2 separate regions of the Mus musculus genome follow, and region 1 is linked to region 2. A link is a contact called in public promoter capture Hi-C data. All regions are on one chromosome and are shown on one strand. The core of a region is the stretch at or near the end of the contact, and the rest is flanking DNA. Distances in the headings are between cores, read along the strand shown.

What was found. Capture Hi-C pulls out chosen DNA fragments and counts their contacts.
Region 1: a promoter capture Hi-C map of pancreatic islet shows a contact between it and region 2. The contact joins the promoter of Lmbr1l here to the promoter of Ddn in region 2. A contact is called at or near these places in 17 of 39 promoter capture datasets (the 3T3-L1 cell line, 3T3-L1-derived adipocytes, cranial neural crest and 10 more), 2 of 15 datasets of contacts at CTCF or cohesin (the NIH/3T3 cell line and embryonic stem cells), 34 of 484 Hi-C or Micro-C datasets (the C2C12 cell line, the G1E-ER4 cell line, the HL-1 cell line and 17 more), 11 of 115 datasets of contacts at active chromatin or transcription factors (bone marrow-derived dendritic cells, embryonic limb bud, embryonic stem cells and 1 more) and 4 of 9 other capture datasets (adipose tissue, embryonic stem cells, liver and 1 more).

Annotation. Positions count from the first base shown.
Region 1 is chr15:98,914,750-98,920,348 of GRCm38.p6, forward strand. It overlaps Lmbr1l (limb region 1 like), which reads right to left and starts at 3,349. Exons shown (of 17, transcript NM_029098.3): 1 at 3,101-3,349; 2 at 388-472. The coding sequence starts at 3,172. Gm41396 (a long non-coding RNA gene) reads left to right here and starts at 3,220. Exons shown (of 5, transcript XR_001781764.2): 1 at 3,220-3,307; 2 at 4,164-4,273.
Region 2 is chr15:98,804,879-98,810,846 of GRCm38.p6, forward strand. It overlaps Ddn (dendrin), which reads right to left and starts at 3,047. Exons shown (of 2, transcript NM_001013741.1): 1 at 2,727-3,047; 2 at 1-2,322. The coding sequence starts at 2,935. The coding sequence ends at 399. It overlaps B130046B21Rik (a long non-coding RNA gene), which reads left to right and starts at 1,437. Exons shown (of 3, transcript XR_003951472.1): 1 at 1,437-2,346; 2 at 3,358-3,444; 3 at 3,991-5,502.

The sequences.
Region 1 (5,599 bases), core at 2,099-4,598, 110 kb after region 2:
TTTGGGAGGCAGAGACAGTAGTTCAAGGTCATCCTTAGATACATAAAGAGTTCAAGGCCAGGCAGGACTACGTGAGAAATTGTCTATAAAATAAAACCAAGAAAGAAGTATCTGATTTTGAAAAATCCACTATAAAACATGAGTTTGTTCTCTAACTTAAAAACATATACAAATAAAGTAATTAAGTAACAAGAAGCCCGAAGCTTGGAGACATTCCATCTAGGCGTCCTACCTACCACCCCCTCAACTCTATGCAGAACAGAGCTCAAGAGGCACAGGCTGCAGAGCAGCCCAGTAGTCACCTGCCCTTTCCCAGCATGCACTGGTACACACCCCTCTGAGGCCAACCCCATGGCAACAAGGCTGAGAGTAGGGAAGTCAGAGTACCTGTGGTGAACTCAGCAGGCTTCTTGAAGCGGGTCAGGAAGATATGGCAGAGGATGTAGAGTGTTGCAAACAGAAGTATTGAGATCTGTGGCAAAAAGCAAGCTGGAATGAGACGTTCTATAGCCGCTATAGAAAGCTCCATACATCGTGGAGTTCTCATTGGTGACTTCCCTTCAGTTAAGCTACGGGGGAGGAGGGGAGGACTTTAAGAAGGACCAAACAGAGGTCACCCCTGGGAAAAGAAGGCCAACCCAGCCCTGGTACTGTGCTGGAGCCACAAGCTTCAAGCAGAGGAACTCGCAGAAATAACACATATGCACACACACACACACATACTCCACATCCTACATCAGGCCATAGAATGAGAGAGGCTGACATTGAGAACATTCTAGGAAAGAAACAGGCTTGGGGAAAGATGCCTCTGTTGCCTTGGCATGTCCTCTTACCCAGCTTCAGTTGCTGTAGTGAGAGCGTATGCCCCAGGCACTACTGCATAAGAATCCCATCTGGAGAGCAAATCAGAACTTCTACTCCAAACCAGGGCCCCTTCAGCTTGAGAGAAGGCTTTAGTCGGGCCCAACATTTCCAGAGCAGGTCATCTGTCACTCTAAAAGTAGTCACTCCTGAGACCCTACCATAAGTAATTTCTAACTTCAGAGCCAAGTATCTTAGGACCTACACATGGCCTTGAGTGGTTAGACCTCCAAATGACAGGACAGAACTTGGACAGATAAGTAGTACAAGCATTACATCTCTACACCATTCCAAGGCATCAGAAAAACAAAAGGGAAATGTCATTGCATTTGAGGTAGGCACAGACAAGCTCGATCTCACGTGTCTTCTAGTCTCCAAGATAAACAGACCCTAGAGGAAATCTGTACAGTGACAAAGAGGAGACCAAGAAAGTCCTGTGTCTAGAATAAAGTGATAGCTTTTGATTTAGGAAGTCCCCATAGGAAGAGCCACTAAGATGGAAGCTGAATTTTCCCAACAGCTCCTTCTCTGCCCCTTTTGGTCTTGAACTTGATTAACAGCCAAGAGGGTAGTAGAGCTCAAAAGGTCAGGCTTGGGGTTCCACCCACTTCCAGGACAGGCTAAGCTGTTTCAGTGCTCGCTCCCTCCCTCTCCCATGGTGTCTCTGTGTAGCCCTGGATGTCCTGAAACTCACTCTGTAGACCAGACTGGCCATAAACTCAAGAGATCCGCTTGCCTGTGCCTCCTGAGTGCTGGAACTGAAGGCGCGCACCCCCACCTCCTACCTGGGTTGTTCTCTAGTTTCTAGATGGGAGCCACATTCAGGAGACACTAGAAACGTTCACTTGCCCCTGGCTGGAGCTGATGTCCTAAGCTAATGGCTTAGGAGGCAGAAACACATACTGAGCAGTTTCTTCGGCCTCATCCCTCCAGGTGGTCAGTATCTTATAAGGCCTGGATGTGCCCCCCCCTGGCCCCCCACCGTGATATGCCCAATCCCCAATGTGTACCTCTCCCAAGGAACACAGAAGAGATGCTACCCGACTCTTATCCTGGGGCTAGATACTCGTATGCCCTCATTGGTAAGGGCAGACCTAGTCCCCTTTACCGTTTCTTCAATCTAAGCATGCCAAGGGGTAGCCTAAAGCTCAGCCTGAGAAAAATGAAGAAAGACACCATCTGAGCCCTCCCCTTTATTCAGTAAGATCTCCTTCCACTCCTCCAAACCCTTCCCTTTTCATTTAGTATGTGCAGAGCTCTCTGGGAAAACAAAACAAAATAAAACAAAAAAACCCAGCAGACAAAGAGATTATCATTCAAAGCAGGCCCAAGGAAAATAGATTTCCCTAAGTCCCACGGGTGCTCCTACCCTAGAGTAGTACACTGCCGTATGGAAAGTTCAACTGCAATTCTAGATTAATGCTTAAAGAATAAGAAATACAGGCTAGATGCGCTCAGGATCACTGCGGACCCGGGACCCTCCCACCCCCACCCCACCCCACCCCACCCCACCCACACATGAGAACTCACACGGGATGGCTGGAAACCCAGTCTGAGTGTCAAACAAATTATCCGGAAGTCGTGCGGGGTGTGTGTCATTGTATTGGCTTGTGTTTGGCATGCTGCATGCCAGAGGCCCAGGATTCAATCACAGAAGGAATGAAAACAACCACTACTACAGGGGAGAGAAAACAGGCGGGGAAACCTCGGTGTTCCTCCATCTCCACTTCTTACAACCCCATCTCGTCGGACAGGACTTCTTTCTTCCTTAGTGGGAGGACCCACTACAGCTCCCACTTTTCCTTCGCCCCTCGCGCCACCATCGCATGTCCCCGGTTAACTGCTCAATGTGACCGAGTCTCCCTTCATTTCAACATCAACCATGGTTGCCCTTCATCTACTTTTAAGGGGGAACACGCACACTAACTTGTCCCGAAGCAAATCCATCCTTTTCCAGAGGATCAAACGCTCCACACTAGAGGACCCCCATCGCCAGGAACGCCCACGGGGGTGGAGTAGAAGGGGCGGGGGGAGGGGCGAGCGGCCGAGGAACGGAAACCCGGCGGCTTTGTTTACGGCTCAGGGACCCAGCCGACCCGACCGGGAGTTCACCGGCCCGGCCCCGGCGCTCGCAGGGGTCGAGGTGCTCCGGAGCCCAGGCAGCTGGACTTCCCGTCTCCATCGCGGCGCGCCCCTCCCACCTCGGCCCGGCCCCTTCCCGCCCAGGTCCCGGACTCACGATGCACTCGCGGACCCTGTCGTGGAACAGCTGTTCTCGCACGGATAGCACTTCGTAGTCAGCTGCTTCCATACTCTGCTCAGCATGACTGGGGCGGGGGTGTCTCCGGGCCCGGGGAGGACGAGCGGGGATGAGGCCGCCGCCGCCCGCCAAGCACCCGGACCCAGCCTAAGCGCCTCTCCTCGCTGCCCGTGACGGAAACTCAAGGTAATCTGGGGCTCAGATTCTGCGGTCGGACGCCCCGCCCTTAAAGGGGCAGGCCCCAGCCCGCCTAGTCTTAAAGGGCTCGGGTCCCCCTCGGTCCCCTCCCCTTTAAGGTGGGGTCACTCGCAAGCACGTTTCAACGCAAGTACCCGCCGCCCGGCTACGCGGAAGTGCCAGGCTTGGTGCCCAGTGACGACACAAGGCCTGGGCGGGTTTCTTCAGAGGAGCGGAACTTACTGGTTCCTCGTAGACTGTCGGTCATCGCTAGGAGTGCGCTGATAGGACATTCTGGGAAAGGAGGCGGGATGTTTTTGGCCTGTCGAAGCTGTTCTAAAACTAAGAGTCCTTGTGGTCCACGGCTGAGATGTGAGGGTTGGTTCCAGGATGTGTATCCGTCAGGATTTTAGTTTAAACGAATAAGGTTGGGATCAGGTCAGCCCGTCGAGAAGATGTAAGCACCACGGGGTCTTCTGAAGGGACGGCTGCCTGTAACCCAAAGGTCCATAGCGTTTTCTTTTCTTTTTCTTTATTTTTATTTTTGGTTTTTCGAGATAGGGTTTCTCTGTGTAGCCCTGGCTGTCCTGGATCTCACTCTGTAGACCAGGCTGGTCTCGAACTCAGAAATCCGCCTGCCTCTGCCTCCCAAGTGCTGGGATTAGTGGCTTGTGCCACCACTGCCCGATGCGTTTTTTTATTTGTTATTGGAGTTTCCCTGCCACTCCAGACAGCTTTCACACAGTTATTTTTGTGGAAGGCCTAGGGTATTAGAGAACAAATAGTTAAAAAACAAACCACAACAAAAACAAAAAAACAGGAGACTTTTTAAAAATGTCATGAAACTTTTGTTTTGTTGAGACAGGTCTTGCGATGCAAACCAGGCTACCCTTGAATTCTCAGCTTCCTAGTTGATTGCATGTATTACCAGGCCCAGGCTATCCCGAAACTGAGGAAATATCCCAGGGAATATTGGTGAGTGGGTTGAGTAAAACATTAACTCCCAAACATTAACTCCCTGCTATGTGCTGTTCTCTTTATAGCCTTTATCTAATTTTAATGTTTTAACATTTTAACGTTTTAACGTTTTAATTTGAAACTAGAAAATAGAGGTTGGCCCAGTCCTACTTTGAGATTCAGAAACCATCTGGGCATTGTGGCACACGTCTTTTAATTCAGCACTAGGAAGGCAGAAGCAGGTGGATCTATAAATTCATGGCCAGTCTGCCCTTTACATAATGTTTTAGGACAACCAGAGTAACATGGTGAGAATTTGTCTCAAAAACAAAATAAATACATCCCGTGTATACATTTATGTTTATATAGTTGGCCCTCTGCATTGTTGGGTTCTACATCTGTGGGTTCAGCTAATCTCAAACACAAAGCAAAAACCATTTGGGAGGGGTAGCTATAGAGATGGCTCAGTTGGTAACAGGAGAAGGACCTAAGTTCCATTCCTAGCACCCACAATTAATGAGTAGTGCAGGCTGGTGAACCCGGGGAGGTGTGGACGGGAGGATCCCTAGGGTCTGCTGACTAGACTAGTCAGCGAACCCTATTCATGTAGCCCCAAGTCCTAATGAGAGACCAAGTCTAAAAACACATCTGGGATACAAAGAGAGACCCTGCTTCAAAATACAACAGCAAAATACATCTAGGGCTGGGAATGTTACACAGTGATAAAGAACTTAGCATGAGCAAGACCTTGGATTTGATTCCCAACACCATGAAAAAAAGTCTTGGGAACAAAATTATGTCTGTACTGAACATGTGCAGATTTTGTGTTCTTGCTGGTATACCCTAAATTTTGTTTTGTTTTTTGTTTTTTGAGACAGGGTTTCTCTGTGTAGCCCTGGCTGTCCTGGAACTCACTCTGTAGACCAGGCTGGCCTTGAACTCAGAACCACCTGCCTCTGCCTCCCAAGTGCTGGGATTAAAGGCATGCGCCACCACTGCCCGGCTATACCCTAAACTATTTATATAATTTTTACACCGTATTGAGAATTATAGGTGCTGGAGTATTGGTTCTAAATATTTTGGGCGATATGCATACGTTATATGCAAATTCTGAGTTGTTGGCATTTTTTTGTTGTTGTTTTTTTGTTTTTAAGACAAGGCCTCTCTATAGTCCCAGCCTTCTCAGAATTCAGTGTTTAGAGAAGGCTGGCCTCAGATTCACTGAGATCCAGCTGCTGCTCCTCCTGATGCTGGAATTAAATACACGTGCCACCATGCCCCACTCCACCACACCACAGTTGTAAGTTTTACACTTGTACGTCTGTTTCTCTCTCTGTCTCTGTC
Region 2 (5,968 bases), core at 1,797-4,296:
TGGTTGTGTGTATGCATTCATTTCTTCTCTGCCCAAAGTTCCTCTGTCTCCTCCACTCAGTCACTAGGTTCAAGGCCTCTCCATTACTTTTTCTCTCCTGTCAGGGACCCTGCCCTGCCCATCGCAGGCACCATCCCTGCCCCTTCTCTTTCTCTGTCGGAACAGTTCCACACCGAATGTAGCAGGTGTGGATGGCCCACCCACACTTTCCCTGAAACTAACCCTTGAGTTGGCAGACGCTACCTTCCCTGGTTCCTCCTCTCTCCTCTGTTTCAAGTGTGGGAACAGGTATAGGTGGGAAAGAAGAAAAGGAAGCAAACGAAGCCTGGAGAGAGAGAAGGAGCAGGTGAGCCCAGGGTGGATGGGCTGAGCGACACGAGAACAAAGAGGGGCATCGCTCACTCCCTCTCTCTATTTCCCTGTGGCGTTTTCCTGGTGTCCTCTCGGATGAAGCCTTCCTCGGTTTGACTGATGACATCCACAATCTCCCGGATACTGTCGCTCAGCCCTGCTGTCTTCCCGCCTTCCCTGGGCCGGGTGTTCCCAAGCGCAGGCAGGGTCCTCTCATTCCGCCAGGAGGCGCCTGGGGCGTCTGTGTCGCTTCCATCAGAGGAGCCGCTATGGACGCTGAGATCCTCCGCTTCGTCTGAGTCCGAATCTGGGGCGGTGTGGCGGCGGATGCGGGACACGGCTTCTCGCAACGCCCCGGCGTAGGGCCCTGGAGTCCGCGCCCAGCCCCCGCCCGCGCGCCGCGGGACACCAGCCGCTTCTGAGCCCTTCAAGCTGCCGGCGCATACCGGAGCCGCTGGGCCTAAGGTCGGGTGCTCTTGGCTACCTGGCTGCGTGGGGGCGTCTCGCGGGTTCACTTCTCCGACAGGGAACCCCAAACCGCTGGAGGAGCGCTCCTCCAATGAAGAATCCCCCTGCTGTCCGACCTCGGCCTCGCACTCGCGACCCTCGCTCGGTTGGTTTAAGACTCGACTGCTCAACAGTCGCTTTTGGCAAACTGAAGGGTTGGCAGCGGCCCCCTCGCCCTCCTCCTCGTGACAGGGCTTGGGTTGACTAAGGCTGTCGCTCACACTGCACGACTCCCCAGAGGGCACGAGCTGACCCTGCTGGGTTCGAGGGGTCGGAACGTACTGGGACTTTATCACCACGCATGTGGCGTCAATGACAAAGATGCCTTCTCTACCAGCGGGACCTCGGGAAATGCGGGGCAGGGTGTGGGCACGGCGGGTCACCTTCCAAACTTCCAGGGTCTCATGTTCTGCCCCCTCTCTTTGACCCAGGGACTCTTTCCACCCGGTGCCTCCAGGAGCCCAGGGTCTAGGGAGCGTCTGGCTGTGCCTAACTGGAGGCTTTTTAGGGGAGGCAAGCCAACACGTGGGAAGCCATATCTGCTCACTTCCTTCTTTCCCTTTCCTTGACCCCCTGAGGTGCTGCCTGGACCTGGGAACAGGACGAGGTGGGCTGCTGATCGCGGACCTAGAGAGAGCTGCGTCCGTGCCTGGACCGCCAGTCGTTTTGCCTTGGGAATGACTATCGCCAGCACTGTTCAGGCCAGCAGCAACTAGGCCTGAGCTTTTCTCTATAGCCCCTTTGCAAGACTCTGGCCTAGCTCTGGCTGCTGTACAGCCTGGAGCACCTCCTAAGAGTCCCCGTCCCTGTCTGAGACCCCAAGCTCCTAGAACATCCCGGTAGATTCGAGGATCCAGCCTCTTCTTCGTGCGCCCTCCCTCTGTCCTGGTGGTGGCTGGAACTGGGGCTGATGAGGTGGGCGCCCGGGAGAGCTCCGGGCCTCGCTTAGTCCCCAGGGTCCTGTGGGGACCTTCATAAGAAGGTGGAGCCACATAGGGTGGCGGCCGGTCCCAGCGGCGCCTTGGGGCTGTGCCTGCAGAGCCTCTCAACAGCAGGTGAGCCTCGTAGCTAGGGGGCCCTGGCCTTCTGCCTCCCCATGGCCCCGCCCATGCAACCCCTGGGTCACCCTGCGGGAGCACGGATGGTCGGGGCGCTCGCCCCACCTGCCCGAAGCGCTCTGGTCTGGAGAAAACTGGAAACCCTGTAGGTTGGGCTGCCCGAAGGGCGTTCCGGGGCTCTGGGCGGGGCTGACCTAGGGGACTCCGTCGGGCCCCGCCAGCCTTGCGCCTTTTTCTCTCGGTCTCCTTGGCCTCCCGCTCCTGCGACGCCGCCTTTCTTTTCTCTTGTTCCCGGGCTCGGACCTCGGCGGGGGGGCCCGCCCGCCAGTTGGTTGCCTCCTGCAGCACCCTGGAGGCCCAGGGTCGGCGGGGTGGCGGCTCAGGGGATCCCGGGCGCAGCCTACACCTGGGACAATGAGCAGGAACCCAGGTGAGCAGTTTGCGGGGACAGAGAGCCGAGGTCCGGGGAGCTGGGAGCACTGGAGACCACTTGGGGCAGCCATGTGGGAGGGTTCGTGTGAGTGTCTGAGCGAGTGCACGTGCGTATATGTTAGGGCTAAAGTCGAAATGAGACTCCTCGCCATCTCTCCATGCACACTTTAACAGCGACTGCCCCCATCTCACCGCCTGCCACTAGTACTCCTGTCCCCCTAAACAGCGCTCAATGATTCAGGCCCCAGTCCTCGACGAGTGGGGGGAGGGAGGCGCGGGAAAGAGAAGGGAACAGCAGCAATTGCTGGTGCCAGCGGGGAGGTCTGGACCCCACTTCCCGCCCCACCACTTGCTGCCCCTCACCCCTCCTTCACTCACGTGCGGCTCTGGGGCCCACGGGCCCAGTAGCTGGCCTGGATGTCCATGGACTGTCGAGAAGGAGCGCGACGACTATAATGACAGGAAATAGTCTTCACTTCAATCACCAACAGCTTGGACTTCTGCACCCAGAGGCAGCTGCCGGACTCCTCATCCTGGAGCTCCCGGGGGCTGTCGGGCCCCTCGGAGAATAACGGGCCATCCAGCATCCTGCCCCACCCCACCCCGGCCCCCCACCCTCCCACCCGCCCCGTGAGCCCCCTCCCAACCCAGGGAGCCGGCGCCCACTGCAGAGCGGCAGGCCCAGGGACTGGCAACTATATATACCCGGGCACACGTGTGTGCCTGTCTGTGCGTGTGTGAGTGTGTGCTAGCGCGCGAGCGCGCGCGCATGTGACACGCCGCCGTGGACGGCTCCGCGCTGCTTCCTCCCCCATGTGCACGGCCGCCCCCTGGGGCCTGGGATTGGACGCCCCTTCCCACTCACTGCTCAGGTCCCCCAAGCCTAATGGGACCTGCGAGTGGGCGGGGAGAGACTTCTGATTCTTGCCAAGCTTACGGTGCCCTCTCCTCCAGCCCCCATTTCTTCATCCTTCCCGAAGTTTTAACCCTTTGCTTTCCTGCTTGTCAGGTTGCCTGACCACCAGTGCTCTCTCTATTCCTGCCTGCTCGCCCAGACTCCTTTCTCCGACAGGGAGTGGTGAGAACAGAACTCAAGGTCTCTGCCTGCCACTCGCTGCTGGTTTCCATGGGGTTGGGGTGCAAGAGAGGCTGGCCCACAGCTGGGGGGAGCGGGCTATTTTTAGTGTCGGTGGCATTCGGGTGCAGCTGAGATGAGTAACCAGTTCCTAAGCAGTACAGAGAAGAGGTGCCGCTTTCAGGAAGCTTTTGTGCGACTCTGGGGGAGAGCTGCTCCCCCAAGACCTCAGAAAGGTGCACCTGTATGCCTCAGCTTTCTCTGCTGAGGCGGAACTCCATCTATCCTGGCCACCAAACAGCAGGACGACTCCTACTCTAAATATGGGTGTCCTTGGGCACCCACAGAGCCTTCCCTGAGCAGCAGGCTAGCTCCCCTAACCCAGAAGCCAGGATTCTAGGGTTACACAGTTCCGTGCCCACACAGCTCTTCCAAGCCTTATGTGGGGTGCAGATAGAGTGCTTAAATACATTTGTACCCTAACAGAGGGGGATGGACTAGAGTGCTCCTGTGGCACAGCCAAATCCCCTAGCAACAGAAAAGATAAAAGTGGCCTTTCTTTCCTAGGTCGGGGCTCTAGTTCACTTGACTGGCATGGTGTGGTGCAGCTCACCTTTTGGACTCACTCGATTCTGGGGGGTTGCTGCTTGCATCCTCGGGATCCCTCCCCCTATGCCTGTACCAGGTGTCCCCTGATTCACCATGGTAATGTTAGTGGCAGCACAGCCCACGCCAACCTTCCATGCAGAGACTTAGCAACCATGCCTGGCAACCATAGCAGCAGCTCAGGGGAGGGGAGAAGTGTAGGGAGCGGGATGAGAGGGTGGCAATGGCTCCTGAGGAAGAAGGGACCATTTGCTGCTCCTGACTTTAGGAACAGAAGCCTGTGGGCTTGCAAAGTGTGTCTATCCCCATTTTCCTCAGCTGCTTCCCAGGAGCTGAGACTTGGTGGGGTAAATGGGAGAGACAAAAGTTGGTTTTTCATAGAAGTACAAGGAGCATTTGGATACAGAGCCTTCTTTTTAAGGGGACAGGGACCAAAGAATTGTTATAGGTCACACTCATTGAGAAACAGCAAAGTAGAACCTGACCTGTTCTGCTGTCCCTCCCCTGCCACTCCTCAACCCCCACCCCATGCCATGATTCCACCTACCTCCTGGCTGCCCTGAGGATGGCTTGCAGGCACTGCCAGGGCCCAACAGAATCCCACAGCTTTTAAAGTCTTGCCTCCTCCCTGGACAAGTCCTCCTTGATGAAGGAATGTGACACAAGGAGACATTTGTCCTTTCCACCCTCTCCACACACACAAACATGCTCTAATTATAATCATTTGGAGGCCTCCCTCCCCCAAGCTTGGGAATGTGCTGAGAGCAAAGATGTGGATGGAGAGGGGGCCCAAGCACTGAGAGCTGACCTCTAACAAGCGCCCTGATGTGTTCCCTGTGTTCCATCAGAAAGCCCGCTTTGTGAAAACTAGCGTGGCCCAGGTTCTTCTGAAGGCTTGGCAGGAGAAGGGAAAGCCAGGGAATTACTCAGGACCTGCTCCTGGCTTGGATGCTAACCCCTATCGGCAAAGCTGCTGTAGAAGGGAACAGAGCCTGCAGGTCCTCCGTCCGTCAGGTGTTGGGTATCACTCTCAGCACAGATGATAGGTCTGGTGGGTTGACCCCAGCTCTGCTGTTCCTCCATGATGTACCCTCTACCTTAGAGGAAAGGCAAGGGAATTGTGGGTTCAAAAAGACTACCGGCCCAGCATTATCCAAACAACTCAACCTCCACTCAGAAACGCCGATGACATTAGCATCTCTCTGCCCAAAGATTCTCCTCCGTTTGCCACTTTCCAGAGACCTGACATGTTAGGGAAATTTGCATGGGCCTTAGCTAACTATGGTCCAAATAGAGAAAGTAAGGGAGCGTAACTGTGGGAAGTGAGGTGGGAACAAGTCAGCAGAGATGAGAGAGGACAGGAGTCTGGTGTGAAGGTAGGAAGACATGAAACCAGAACCAGACGGTTTCAGTTTAAATGCTAGTTTGTTTTTGTTTTTTTTTTTTAATTATTATTATTATATGTAAGTACACTGTAGCTGTCTTCAGACACTCCAGAAGAGGGCGCCAGATCTCGTTACGGATAGGTGTGAGCCACCATGTGGTTGCTGGGAATTGAACTCAGGACCTTTGGAAGAGCAGTCAGTGCTCTTAACCGCTGAGCCATCTCTCCAGCCCTAAATGCTAGTTTTAATTTTTTTTTTTTTTTTTTTGGTTTTTCCAAGACTGGGTTTCTCTGTGTAGTCCTGGCTAGCCTTGAACTCCACCTGAGATCCACCTGTGTCTGCCTCCAGAGTGGTGGGGTTAAAGGTGTGGGCCACCACTGCCTGGCTTTCTTTTCTTTTTTTTTTTTAAATAGACATGATTTCACTATGTAGTTGCTCTGTATTTAGACCAGGCTAGCCTGAAACTCCAGAGCTCTCTCCCTCCCTCTCTGCCTCTACCTCCCAAATGCTGGAACAAAAGGAATATCCCTCCATGCTTGGCTGCCAGCTTGGCC